Regions from separate parts of the Mus musculus genome. Here all the other regions are linked to region 2. A link is a contact called in public promoter capture Hi-C data. All regions are on one chromosome and are shown on one strand. Each heading gives the region's core, a stretch centred on a gene start, on an enhancer-like site or on the middle of the called end of the contact. The rest is flanking DNA. Distances are from core to core; before and after follow the strand shown. Region 1 holds the start of Plppr1 (phospholipid phosphatase related 1). Region 2 holds the start of Alg2 (asparagine-linked glycosylation 2 (alpha-1,3-mannosyltransferase)). Region 3 overlaps Tmeff1 (transmembrane protein with EGF-like and two follistatin-like domains 1).

The links. Promoter capture Hi-C pulls out the DNA fragments that hold promoters and counts their contacts.
Region 1: a contact with region 2 is called in a promoter capture Hi-C map of stem cell-derived epiblast-like cells, with 6 times the contacts expected there. The contact joins the promoter of Plppr1 here to the promoter of Alg2 in region 2. A contact is called at or near these places in 3 of 39 promoter capture datasets (hippocampal neurons, liver and stem cell-derived epiblast-like cells) and 1 of 115 datasets of contacts at active chromatin or transcription factors (astrocytes).
Region 3: a contact with region 2 is called in a promoter capture Hi-C map of hippocampal neurons, with 4 times the contacts expected there. The contact joins the enhancer-like site here to the promoter of Alg2 in region 2. A contact is called at or near these places in 2 of 39 promoter capture datasets (cranial neural crest and hippocampal neurons) and 4 of 115 datasets of contacts at active chromatin or transcription factors (astrocytes, embryonic forebrain, embryonic stem cells and 1 more).

The regions. Positions count from the first base shown.
Region 1 is chr4:49,056,533-49,061,319 of GRCm38.p6, forward strand. Plppr1 (phospholipid phosphatase related 1) reads left to right here and starts at 2,930. Exons shown (of 8, transcript NM_178756.4): 1 at 2,930-3,085.
Region 2 is chr4:47,472,569-47,477,235 of GRCm38.p6, forward strand. It overlaps Alg2 (asparagine-linked glycosylation 2 (alpha-1,3-mannosyltransferase)), which reads right to left and starts at 1,799. Exons shown (of 2, transcript NM_019998.3): 1 at 1,371-1,799. The coding sequence starts at 1,718. Sec61b (Sec61 beta subunit) reads left to right here and starts at 2,093. Exons shown (of 4, transcript NM_024171.2): 1 at 2,093-2,185; 2 at 2,344-2,441. The coding sequence starts at 2,183.
Region 3 is chr4:48,614,034-48,618,128 of GRCm38.p6, forward strand. Tmeff1 (transmembrane protein with EGF-like and two follistatin-like domains 1) reads left to right here. Exons shown (of 10, transcript NM_001356272.1): 4 at 924-950; 5 at 3,199-3,298. Among named protein-coding and RNA genes, the nearest start is that of Tmeff1, 31 kb to the left of the region's middle. Within about 2 kb of position 2,483, at least 15 of the 459 cell types and tissues checked have an H3K27ac peak or open chromatin away from gene starts, as enhancers often do. A contact at or near this core is called in hippocampal neurons, where this site is marked.

The DNA of each region.
Region 1 (4,787 bases), core at 1,680-4,179, 1.6 Mb after region 2:
GAAAGATGGATGCAACTGGAAGCATTATTTGAGCTAACACGGGCTCAGAGAGACCAGTACCATATGTTCTCTCCCATGCGGATCCTTGCCGCTAGCTATTGAGTTTGTGTATCCAGAAGGGAGTAAATATAGGTAAAGGCAGGAAACTAGAAAGGGGCCCACGTGACTTCGAAGAAGGACACTTTAAAGGAGTTGGGGTGGGGCTAGTAACAGAGTAAGGTGGAGCAGGGAATGCGGGTGTGTGTGAGAAGATACAGTGGGGAAAGTGGGGGTAAGATGAAGGACGGGTATGTGTCTGGGAGTAATCATCCAAAATGAAATGTGCCTGGAAACCGCATATGAAACCCTACTTAGCTAAGCTAATGTCAAATGTAAAGATAAATATTTTTCAAAGTTGATTGCCAAGGAAAGTGCCAGTCGGGTGGGGGGGGTGGACCTCTATTCATACGATGAGAAATAAGGGGTGCACATGCTTGCTTGAAGACACGCCTGTCTCACCGTTATGTCCATACATGAGCAGAAAGGTGAGGCTAGAATTAGTTACTATTTGCAAGGCCACGTGTCTTCATAGTATTCTTTTTACTACATGGATTTAAATACATTAGGGTGATGCGTGCGTGGGTGATAGAAGAAGCCAGAAGGGAAAATTGGGAAGCTTTGGTTTTCAACTTTTTCACTTGCACTCTCTTAGAAAAGAAAATCTCAGCTTAAAACAAAATTCAGGGTAATGAAAACGTTAACCAAAACACTGAGAGCCGCAGTTTGCAGAGAGCCATGCAAGCTAGGAAGTGTTATATGCTTTGTGTACATCGTGTCCCCCCTGAATTTTCCCCACTCCCCACATAGGAAGGTTTTATTCTTGAACTGTCCATTCATAGTTCTATAGTAGATGCAGTATAGAGGGATTCCACTTGATTCGCAGTTCCACACATGAAAGGTTCTCTTCACCTTTGACCTTGAAGCTACTTGACACTTTCAGATGGTGAAGTGGGGCCCGGGGAGATGGCTCAGCAGGTTATGGTGTCCACAATTAAACACCACAAACTTAGTTTGATTCTCAGGATCCATATATTGTGGAGGGTAAGGATTGGCTTTTGCAAGTTGTTCTCTGACCCTGCTAATATGAGAACCTTGAAATTCCTGTAAACATTGTTGATTGTTCTAAAGGGAATGTGTGTGTGTGCGCGCGCGTGCAGATCTCTCTTAGATATTTCTAAATACTGTAATAGCAAAACATTAAAAAAATAAAAACAGTCATGGTTAGGAGCCCCAAATATATGTCAGAGGTTTCATTGGAGACCCTGATCTTCCTCCTGGGTGGATGGAAATCCAACGTTACTGTTCTTTAAGCAAAGGACTCAGCTTTATTCTCAATGAGGGGGAAGGTATTGCCACCTGCCACACTTCCTGGGCAGCACTCTTTCTAAGAACCTCCTATCCTGGTGTTCTTAGTTCCCCCCCCCCGCCCCTTCCTGAACTTTGCTTTTGTTTGTGGTATTTAGACATGCTGTTTTCTCTCCTCTGTGTGTGTCCTAGGATTTGATCTAATTGTCTGCTGTTCAAGTGTCACTCAGCATTATTATTGAGAAGACAAATGGGACACAGGTCAGAGTTCATCAAGAAGGCATCTGCTTGCTAGAAGTGCACAGTGGAAGCCCTCCGAAGTGATCTTTAAGGAAAGCTTGGAAAACATTTGCCAGAGAGGGCCATCTTCTGTGCTTCTTCCTTGGAGGGATAAAAAAAAAAAACAAGTGAGTGCAAGGGAGTTCCAGAAAGTCCCCTGTTTGGGATGTCTTTTTCTAAAGTAGGGAAGCAAATGGGGTTATGTGTGCTGCTGCTGTTTGATTAAACTGTGAGAAGAAAATGGACGCTTGTTGGTGCACAAACATCGCTGAGAAAGTTTCCACTCCACTTGCTGAGTCTCTCACCTGCCAATGTCCAGTGGCTTCAGGTTACTGTGCCTTTACAGGCTCAAGTTCTCTTACTGGACTTTCTTAAGCTAACAGTTGTTCTTCCACTTAGCAGAGGGGCCAGAAGCCTCAACCTATGAGAGCCCACAATTGCTTTGGCACTGGAGACAAGCGGGGCAATGGCTGCATTGTTCTTTTTGCCCTCTTGAGTAGGCAACTGTCTTCTCCATCGGATCTTGACACGGAACAAGGCTGAATCCAGGGTCCTTGGAGAGTCACCTTCCTTCCGCTACCCTTTATGTGCCTTTCTGCCCTGAAGCCGTTAAAGCTGTTTGGACTGGACGACTCTGGACTGCCTGCCCTTACTCCTTGCTAAACACAGACTGGAAGTTGGGGGAAGAAGGAAACCCAAGTCAGAAAGCTCATTTTAGTCCAGGTGCCACCTGCAGCCCGGGTTTCCTTGTGGACTTCTCTGCATATATCATGCTTTGGCCTCAGAGATTGCTTGAGAAAGCACTAAAAATATCCAAGGCAAGAAAAACGCAGCGCTACCAAAGACTGGCAAGCAGAAGCGGCTCCTAGGTGGGTGGGGATCCTGCCACTGGCTTCCAGAGCGCGGGAGCCCTGGCGTCTCTGCTCAGGGAGCACCTAGGTAGCGGGATTCCCGGGCTGCCTTCCAGGAACCCCGCAGAGTCTCCGGTACTCCCTGGGGCACAACCCTGCAAGCTTCATGCTTCAGCTCTTGAGAGAGAGCAAGCTCGGTGCCCCTCTCTGAGCATGCGCGGTCCTCTCCCCGCCTCTACGCCCCCCCACGCCCCCTCCCCGCCGGCCTTTTGCTCCTTCCCTTTCATTAAACAAACGGGAGGTCCCAAAACCTGGACCCAACGACAAGAGGAGGCAGCAGAGGAGGCTTAGCAAGGGATGGTCGCCGAGGGGAATCTGTGATCCCGCGCACTCCCGCCCCCACCCCGCCCACGAGCGCACACACACACACACACCGCACAAACACACACACTCGCATACGCCCGTGCCGCGCGCTCGCCCGCTCGCTCTCCCACGCAAGCGGAATGCAGCAGCGCCTGAGGAGCTCGTCTGCAGCCGCTGCCTGAATGCACCTCGCCGCCTGCAGTCCGTCCGCCCAATAGGGCGCAAGGAAGGAAGCTTGGCCGCCAAAGGTGAGTGTGGTGCCCGGGGCACAGCTGAGGCTGGACATACTGGGGCGAAGGGGGCAGGTTTCCGACTGGACGAAGCGACTCAGGTGGCCCACGCCTGGCTTGCCGGTTGCAAGGTGCAGATGAAGGTAATGCCCTGGTTGTTCCGAGGAGGAGAGCGCGATCCCATCCCAGCGAGGATCTCGGCTCCTGCGAGGTGCCAGATGGACCCAGAAGAAAGCTACCCCGTCCAGGCTCGTAAACTTTCCTCTCCTGTCATTTGGAAAACGTGGAGACAAAGGGGGCGTGGAGGCGCTCTCTCGGTCCGGTTCCGCCCTTCAGACTGCATTGGGTCGAGATACCCAGCAGGGTTGCAGGGGTGGGCGTGGGGATCCGGAGACCTTTCCAGTAGCTGTTGTCAAACCCACCGCCCCAGCAGGGGTTGAGATTTCTCAGCCCCTAGCTGTAAGCGTTGCCATTGATTTTGCCTCAGGCGTGGGCACCTGCCAGAGATTCTCTTTCCTGAGCTCCAGGCGCATAGTAACAGTGTCACCTGGAGAATTAGGATGGCCAAGGGCTTTCTTGTCGACTTCGACGGTGACCGAGTTTCTAGGGTGAGGCTCGGGTCAGTGCAGGATGAGTGATGAGTTATTGAAAGGCTTGGAGTAATCACCTCCTAGAAACGCCGGGCCCCAGGGTCTCTGCTCCCGGGAGAAGGCGCTGTCTTCACAAACACCACTGCAGCAGATCTGGGAGCTGGGCTGAGACAGCTGTGTGGCAGCGGTGTCAAGCGAATCTGGGAATTTATTTTTGCCCTGGATTTTGTGGCACACACGTGTGGACTACGTGTAGGATTCTGGGCTGTTATTTGTCTTTGTGGGGATACAGGTTTTTTTTTTTGCTTTCAACCTATTCTGTGGAGATTCTTTGCCACCTGCCACCTAGTTATCTAGTTATTTCCCTACCTATTTCTCTTCTGCACCAGGGAAAAGGTCCTGAGAACAGAATTTCCATTTGAAAAGCCAGTCCCCGCTGAGATGAACTCTGAGCAAGGGTCTCTTGCGACTGGGGGAAGCCTGGAATCTAAGGGCCCTTTGAGGTAGCCAACACTGGGTCAGCAGGTGAGGCCAGACAAAGAGGAATAGAAGAGGGGCAAACGAGAGGCATTTAAAGAGGTGTGAACAGACAGCCAATTAAGGCAGGATGAGGGCCAGTGGCAGGCACTGTAAGGCGTTCACTGATTCCATTCTCCTTTCTGGGGCTGTGGTTGGCAGTCCCTGTTCATGGAGTGGGATCTACTTTGGAGGTGCCCAGGTTGTTGCATCTGGACCACAAAAGACTTGGTCTTCCCAAACTTGCCTTTACTATACAAACAAGTTTGGGTTTTTAGGTATAGAAAGTAAATGTGTTCACGTTTCTCCATCCTGCCGTGTTTGTGACTGGAAGGTTGGGTGGATGCACGTGGGTACAGTTTTTGTCTCTTCTATAAGCTAGAGTCTGGTGTTGAAGCGAAGCTGGTGCTGGCAGAAGAAATGCTGGAGGCCGGGATCCAGTATTAGTGACTGGACCATATAGCCATGGGGCCTTCTCTCAGACCTTCAGGTGGCAATGATTTTGCTTTGATAACTTTAGGACTGAAATGTGAGACACTGTGACATATATGAGCTTCACTAACAAAGTTCACATGAGAGACCTTGTTTTGCCGGGTGAGGCTTGGAAGAGGAAA
Region 2 (4,667 bases), core at 549-3,048:
TAAATGTCTGCATTAACCATGAACATACGGCTTCCTCAGGGTGGTTCAGTGCAACTCAGGATCATAATTAAAGATTCCCTGGAGCAACTGTGGCTATTTCCACATGTCAGCTTAGATAAGAGCACTGGGTAGCCAAGTATAGACCTTGGAAGAATAAGGTGACATCATTGTAAGTAAAGGCTGGAAACTGTTACTGACATTTACAATGACCATGACTATCAGGAGATTCCTCAGAGGACTGTAAGAAGTGAAATAAATGCAGTATTAGGATGTCATATCTAGTGTCACACCTAGGATCACACACACACACACACACACACACACACACAGCAATGTTAGTGTCTTTTAGGGAAGACTGAAATATTTACAGGACAGGGGACTTTCCAGTCACTGAAGAGACTGATGTGGATCTTGAATATCAATAAGCAAGATGTTTCAAATTTTTGCAGAACAAAAGCAAAAAGTCCAACAGCAGGTAAACTGGATCCCAGCTGTGTACATATAAGATGTAGCAGGAAACAGACACATATACTACCAGGGCCACACATCACTTCTGGAAGGATGCAGAAGACACTGTTGACAATGGCTCGCCCTCTCAAGGATGGGGACAGGGAATTTTTACATTATACTTCCTATTTGAACTTTTACTCCTGAGTAAATGTTACTTCTTAATTAAAAAAAAAAAAACACTGAGGACTGAGGGTTGGCTCCAGGAATGTTGGGTATGGCAGTGCACACCTGTCCAAAAGTCTAGCTCAATCTTTCAGTTCCAGGTTCAGTGAGAGAGCCTGACTCCAATGTTCAGGTGAATATTAGCTGACCTCTGGTTTTGATATGCAAGCTCAGACACTTGTATAGACAAAATAACTGGATTTTTCTCCAAAGACCAATGGGGACCCTAATGGGGAAACGATATGTTTAGCTTGACTTTAATCCGTGGCACTGCTAAGTACTGGAATGGCAGTATTAGAAAGACTGGAAGGGTGGGATGGATGGGACCTGAAAGCAGAGACAAAGGAATAACGGAGAAGAAAGAAGAGTAAATTGAGTCACATACAAGGTGTGGCCGGAAGTCGTCTTTTAATGCCAGCAACCACCTGGATCCAATCATTTTAGTCCCAAGGCTAAACATTTAAAATGCAGACACATAAGCCCTACCTCAAGGATCTTCAACGAAAGGAAGGGGGCGGGGGAGAGATGTCCCTGAGATCTGCCATTTTAAAGGGTCTATCCATACTAAAATTGGTGGCCGTTCTCTCCCTGGGGACTCCTGCTGGACAGTTCCTAAAAACCTAGAACAGCGGTCCCTCCCCCCCTCTCGGCGCCGCCCCCCCCCCCCCCCCCCAGCCAAGAATTGGTGGCGGCCTCACCTGGTCGCACACCACCACGTCGAACTCCTCGCCGGAGAGAAACAGCACGTAGAGCGCCAGAAAGACCATGCGCACGTAGGAGCAGATGGCGGCGCCGCGGCCGCCCCAGCCCAGGCTGCGAGGCAGCCAGTCCCCTGCGCATTGCACCGAGAGCTCGCGGGTCTCGATGAAGCAGTGGTTCGGGTCGTAGTGCGCGGTCCATATCTTCACATCACAGCCGTACTCCTGCAGCGCCAGCGCCGCGTCCAGCACTAGGCGCTCGGCTCCGCCTATACCCATGTCTGGGTGCAGAAACAGCACAGATGGGCTGTAAACCCGGGAACGGGCTCGGTACAGGTTTTCGGCCATGGTAGATGAGCCGCGCTTGCGCTCTCCGCGCGAGCTTCTGCAAGCTCCTGCAAGCTCCGCCCCTGGCCCCCTCTGGCTACTGAAAGCCGAGCCAGCGCAACTACGCCTGCGTTAGTTTAGGCCACATCAGCGATAAGCTTGTGGGCGCTAAGAAAATGCCTGACTCAATTTCTCATGTGGACCTGTCCAAAGCTTGCAATTTGGTGATGTTTGACCATATTAAGCACGCTAAATAAATTACATAAAAGAAGCGAAAGGGCTGTACTTTCACACGGCCCAGTTGTTGTCGGCGTAATCTTTACAGGCATATCTCAGGACAGCCCAGTCATCCAAGAGTCTGCGAAGGCCCTGCCAGCCGGCCGGGGGGCGGTGCCAGAGCCTGTATCTACGAGAGTTCTGAGTGCTCGGCAACTTCACGACTTCCCTCTTCCTGCCTCCTGTGCCCACCGTTCTTAGGCATCAGCATGGTGCGCGGTCCCCGCTTCCATGGGGTGCACTAGCCCCTATCTTGGTCTTCCTTTCTGGGACCTCATTGCTCTTCCCAGCTTCTCGGGTGGGTGTGGGGTCGGGGGTGTGAAGAGGATTTGACCCGCGATGTTCACTGTTTGTCTGCTTCCCTCTGCAGCCGGGTCCAACGCCCAGTGGCACCAACGTGGGCTCCTCTGGCCGCTCTCCCAGCAAAGCGGTGGCCGCACGGGCTGCGGGATCCACTGTTCGGCAGAGGTAAGTGGCTGGGGGCTTGCGGGGGACGCCCGGTTATGGCTGGAGGAGGCTAGGTACCCAGGGTTGCATTGCATTGCTGGAAGGAGGAGTTCCAGGATGGAAAGATTAATAGGGGCCGAGTGAGCCCGAGCTGACGTGGCCATCTAGTTAGTTAAAGGCCCTTTAGGAGGGAGGCATGGTTTTCCTCTCCTTGATCAGCTGCACGCACCACTTTAGTTAAAGGTAAATTAGACTAGGATCAGGAATAACTTTAGGAAAAGCGTTGGCATAAAGCTGGTGTGTCTGAGGCTTTACCTTTCAGTCTTCCATATGGAGGTCCCATACACACTCAGTTTAACAAAATGTGTCTTACACAGTCTGTCACCCTGGTTCCCCATCCCAGCTGTGTGTGTGTCTTTCTTTTTAAGTCTATTTTGTGTATGTGTGTGTATTGCACGCACCTGTGTGTGTGTGTGTGTGTGTGTATGTATGTGTGTGTGTGCGCGCGCGCATCTCTTTCTTGCCTGGTGTCCTTGGAGGTCACCTGAAACTGCAGTTATGAATGATTGTGAGCTACCATATGAGTACTGGGGACCGATTTGGGGTTCTCTGCAGGAGCAACAGGTATTCTTAACCTCTCAGCCACTTTTCCAGCTTCAGGGTCTCCTTATTTTTAAATGTCACTGCTTATTTATAGAAATCTAGAAACTCCAGTTATTTATCTTTTTTAATTTGGTGTGTCTTCTCTGTACAGTCATATGCCATATTTCATAGGAAGACCTCACTACTTTTTTTCCTCCATTTCTGTCCCCCCAGTTTAGCCCTCAACTTCTTCTGCTTTGAATTTACACCACTATTCACCCTCCAGTTGCTCTTCCACTTAGGTTCTCTGTAAGTTTCTGGTGGTGCCTGTTAAAAAAGGCTTTCAGAGGGATTCCACGCCTCTCCTTTCTCCCTCCTGTGAGCCAGCAATTCTGAGCTTACTACCATTTCTTTCCTTTTCTTTTCTTTTTTTTTTTTTTTTAGTTAGTTAGTTTCTTTTTAGACATTCCCACACAACCTAGGGTTGAACTCAGATCATCCTTCCTTCACCTCCTATGTGCTAGGATTGTAGTTGTAATAGGATACTACTATTTACATCTGCATGTTCATCTCCTCTGCTTTGACAGAACACCTGCCCAAGCCCTCTTCCTTAGCTCTTGCCTTAAATCATGCCACAAGAAAATGTTGACTGAAGGAATCAGTCAGCCGTATTGTTGTGTTTGTTGAACTACTAGTAAAGGTTTTTGTAGAGAGGAGTAGACTTTGAAAACGCAAAGGAGCGCTTTAAAACCACCCTTAACAATGTGAAGAGGAAGGCTTGAGGATATAGCGGGGAGATAGCTCGGGAATAGAGAGCTTGCTTAGCACGTGTAAGGCCGCAGGCTTGATCACTAGCACAACCAACAAAACACAACACATCAGCAGAAGAGGACGTGAAGGACTTGTTGACTGCAGTATGAAAATCTAAATCTGCAGTCTGAACGAGGTGGCTTGAACATGTGTGCATCAGATTGCAGCTTGGAGGAGGAACTTGTAATAGAACTGTTAGGACTGGTAAGATGACCCCGAGGGACCGTGAACGTCCTGTTACTAAGATGTGCAAGGAAAGGATATTGTGCTATGGTTTACATTGTATGGGCCTGCGGTGCTTCTTGTTGCTAGCTGGGATTTCAGAGCCTTTTGGGCTACTCTTGTAGCTGTGTGTAGTTCTTTGGGGATTGGTTTTTGTTCAAGAAGAGTTATTAGGGAAATTTGGCCATCTGAGAGTTCTTAGGGAACCGGAAGGTACCTAATTATGAGATTATCAAAAGAGAATAAATAAAAATGAGGCAACCAGTGCACAAGTGAGGTGACAGATGCAACTTTGAAGGTTATGGATAAGGATGACATCTTTTAGGTTCTGGTACTGGAGGGCCCGTAATACTAGACAGCCAGTGGCTATCTGTATGGTGTGTACAAAATTCATTTGCACATGCTAGTGAGTGTGTGGCTATATGCATGGAGTGTACAAAATTCATTCCAGAAACGTATTGATGGTTAGGTAATTGTGACTGCTGTTGGCTATCTAAGAATATGTCCATTCTTTGAGAAGAAGTTGAAGCTATGGCTAGCGATACTTGGGCTCTGGAGTGTGCAATTTTTATTTCTCCCTGAATGAAGTGATAGAGTAATAAGGCCTCAGAGAAGAAGTGTGTGGGATTTAAG
Region 3 (4,095 bases), core at 1,233-3,732, 1.1 Mb after region 2:
CTAGTATGTACAAGGTCCAGCCCTACAAAATAAAACTGCCTAGTATGTATAAGGCCCAGTACTATAATTTTTTTAAAAAATTGTACATTAGTTACATTTTAGACTGTGCTCTCTCTGAGATTTATCCTGGATAGATTTCCCAGAGGAAGCTAATTTTATCATTACTATGCACATTCAACCCTGAGGGAGGTTCTCCTTGCTAAACCTTAGGGACTTTTTTTTTTTTTTTTTTTGCCTTTTGGCCTCTGGTCTGTATCCACAAATTTGATTAAGAAGACTTTTGGAGCCAGGCTCAGCCTTTATCTTTCTACTAGAAGCAGTTTATTCAGCTCCTCTCCAGCCCTAACAAAATTAAAATTTCCTTTTACCTTTTAAATGGGTGGGCAAATCATTTCTGTTTAGCTGTTCATAGTATCTTTTAGTCTTGGTACATGGGATCTGGGTATTTCCTGGCCGGCTGCCTTCTGAGATGTAAGAAATGTATTCTAATATGTTAGAAAGACTGATGGTTATGTGTCTAGGCTACTTACTCTGTACAGCCTAAAGTAGACATATGAAAATAAACCTAGCTGCCAGAAATGTGAGAAAAGAAATATATGATCCTGGATGCCATAGGGTTTTTTTTTTTTTTTTTTTGTTGTTTTTTGTTTATGATAAGAAATGTTTGGGCTGGTGAGATGGCTCAGTGGGTAAGAGCACCCGACTGTTCTTCCGAAGGTCCAGAGTTCAAATCCCAGCAACCACATGGTGGCTCACAACCATCCGTAATGAGATCTGACTCCCTCTTCTGGAGTGTCTGAAGACAACTACAGTGTACTTACATATAATAAATAAATAAATTAATTAAAAAAAAAAAAGAAATGTTACTATCTGAAAAGAGAATTTCCAGGAGAAATATTTACATTTGTTGTTTCTCTTCTCAGATAACGGCTCTGGATCTGGAGAAGGAGGTAAGTTTCAATGACTTGACTATTTTGAGAGAGTACATTTGTAGCTCAGGCTGGCTTGGAACTCCCCTCTGTTCTCATGTCTTAGCCTCTCAAGTGATGGGATTTCAGGCGTGGTCCTCCATGTCCAGTTCAGATGTTCTCCTTTGATATTTAACAACGCTGAGATAAAACTCTGACACCATAAGGGCTTCCTCACTTGAAGTTCCTAGCTCAAGGACTTTTAATGATATGCAGCGTCGTGGCTCATCACCACCACCACCATCCTTACAGGGAGCTCTGTCCCCTGGCCACCAAGGCTACTTTGGCTCTCCTTGTAACCTCAGGCAGTCTTTGTTCCACAGTGTTTTCACTGAAGGTATATTGTCAGACTAAAGGGAACCCATCATAGCTCCTGTTAAATTCAGGTTACACAAGCTGACTTCTGCTCAGGATTGTCCACACAAGTGATTTTTATCATGAAACAGAACTTTGAAATCTCTTTTATTTGCTTCTATTATTTTTTTTTTTAAATCGTAAGTCATAAGGATTCTTTTTTTTTTTTTTTTTTTTAAATCTAGAGTAAGTTGTGTCTAGAAGAGAAAGCCCACAAAACAGCTCTGGTAGAATTAAGAGTTAAATCAAAAGTTTAAAAATTTTCTGTTTTAAATTTTATTTCAGAGAAAAATGGTTTCTGATGTCATAGTTGGTAATAGCATTGCAGGGCCGGAATGAGGATGACTAATCTGCCTCATGTTTAATGAAGCTGTAAATCTTACTATCTACTCTATGCACAATAATATTTGAGGTACCCTGAGGATATGTTAAAAGACCACTCACTGGGAAAAATTCAAGCGCAAGTATAAGCTGTAATTATGATCCTAGCCACATGAAACCTTGTGTCAGGCTGCGCCTTCCTCATAGGTTCCCAAAGTTTCTGAGGTGGAAGGGACTTTGAAGGACTGCAGAGAACAGAACACTTATGGGGAGGAGTGCAAGGATGGGAGTTTCAGCCGGAAAGAAAATGATAAAAGCTACTGAACAATAGGATTTGATTTAAATGGACGTGTTTAAGCTGGAGCTCTGTAATCACGTGTGAACGCTAACTTCATGAATTTTAGATCTGAGAGCAAGAAAGGATGTTAAGAGATCACATGACCTGGTCCCTGCGATCCCTGTTCCATTAGGAGCCTCAGATGCTCCTAAGATTTGTTAATATACTACAGTCCTGGCTATTTAGCTGAGAATGTAGGCTGTTGTCAGCCATCAGGGGAGCACGGGCTGGAATGTTCAGTGGTTAGCTCAGTCATGTCGGATTTCATGATGGTTCTGAAGTCTCAGAATTATTAGCTATCATGATTATTGCAATCTGTTTGGGTATTCATTTGTGTTTGAGTGCTCCCAGTCAGACTAGGCAGATAGCAGACACTGGGGAGGTTAGGTGTCTACGTTATCTGTAGACACGCCTTTTGATAAGTCCTTCACTGACTGGCTCCCCTATACGGAATTCTATCACACACCACGTCCCTCGAGGCCAGACTCCTTCCTCACAGCTGACCTCCTGGCCTTCTTTGAGAGAGCTGCAAAGACTCACTCTAGTTGAGGCCCACAGGTGCAGGTTGCCCTTGTCTAGGGACTGTGAGTTCTTTGCTGACAATGATACGTGCTCCTTCTGTGGCTGGGAAATGGGAGACTCGAAGATTTCTACATCTGCATATTTTTTTGTCTATGCTAAGTGGATCAACTAGAGAAGAGGGACTTGTAAGAGCATCCCTTTCCTCATGCTGAATCGGAGACAAATATTTCTTTTGACTGTGAAGTGAGTTTTTGTGTGTTTAGAAAGTTGGGTGTGGAGCTAGTGTGAAGGGAGGTGATGATAATACGGTTTTCGCAGGCTGTGTTCCAGCATGTCTGTGCCAGTCAGCCTCCACAGGCGCTTCTGGGCGAGGAGAGTCACAGACTGGTTTTTTGCGCATGTTTTATTTTCTTCTACTCAATATTAAAGGGCAATTCTTTAGAAACTCATTTATTAAACCTTCCGTATTGTCCCAGCACACACAGCCTAAGACGTTATTTCGCTAACCTCGCTGTGTCGTGGGGATATGTTGTTCAGTAGCCGCAGCGGTTTTTGCTTCTAACTCTGAGAGCTTTTTAGAAGTGATTCTCTCCAGAACCTTGGGCGCTTTTTCCTTCAAAAGAAGATGATGGTTCCTAAAGGCCTGGAAAGGATCCATCGCAACTTCTGCGTGAAAGGTGGACTTTTCTCTTTCAGCAGAGGAGGAAGGCTCAGGAGCAGGGGCTCACAGGAAACATTCCAAGTGTGGACCGTGCAAGTACAAGGCCGAGTGTGACGAGGATGCGGAGAACGTTGGGTGAGTTGTGGGGAAAGGCGCGGATTGCTTTCTAGGCCACTTCCCCCGCGTTGTGGGAAGAGCGTGCTACCCTGGCCTGGAGGTTCTGCGCATGCGTACTTACGTTTTGACTATTGCTGTTAGCCCTTAGCTAGTCTGACCGTCTCACATTTTAAGTTGATGTTGCTACAATAACTGTTTAAATGTTTAGAATGAGAATCAGTATACAGTTTTTGAGTTCTATCTGTGTCCTTTTAAAAATAATTTTGATAGCTGTTTTAAAAAGGTAGCTGTGATACAAGCCCCAGGACACCCCCACCCAAAGAGCCAAAGAATAGTTCCCGCGACATTCCGCCTTTCCGCCTTCCTCCGTTAGCCCCTTGGTAATCCACCACCAAGCCTGGGGACTTCGCCCCAACAAAATTGTAAACGTTGTTAGGTTTTCGTGTAAGACTCTTGCTGTATCGTGACAGCTGTGATTGGTGAGTTGACTGTCCTGGTTGCCAGTTACACTGCGATTGTAACAATGTTTTTACTTTCTGTACAACAAGGAAAAGCTTTATAAATAAAATCTTAACATTTTGGGTCTGTTTTTTTAAGAAATTGTGTATATTAATAATGATTTATTCATGAAAACTGTTGAGTTGTTCCAGTCCCCTCTGCTAGCATCTATAACGCCCAGCTTCTGTTTCTTCTCTTGCAGTTTTATGCAAAAACTTAGTGTGTTTTTGTGCATTCAGAAAAATTTAAGAAATTTTCAAAAATGTAGCTGTATTAACTGTTTTATATAATCGAAACTTATTCTTATAAATCTCAGT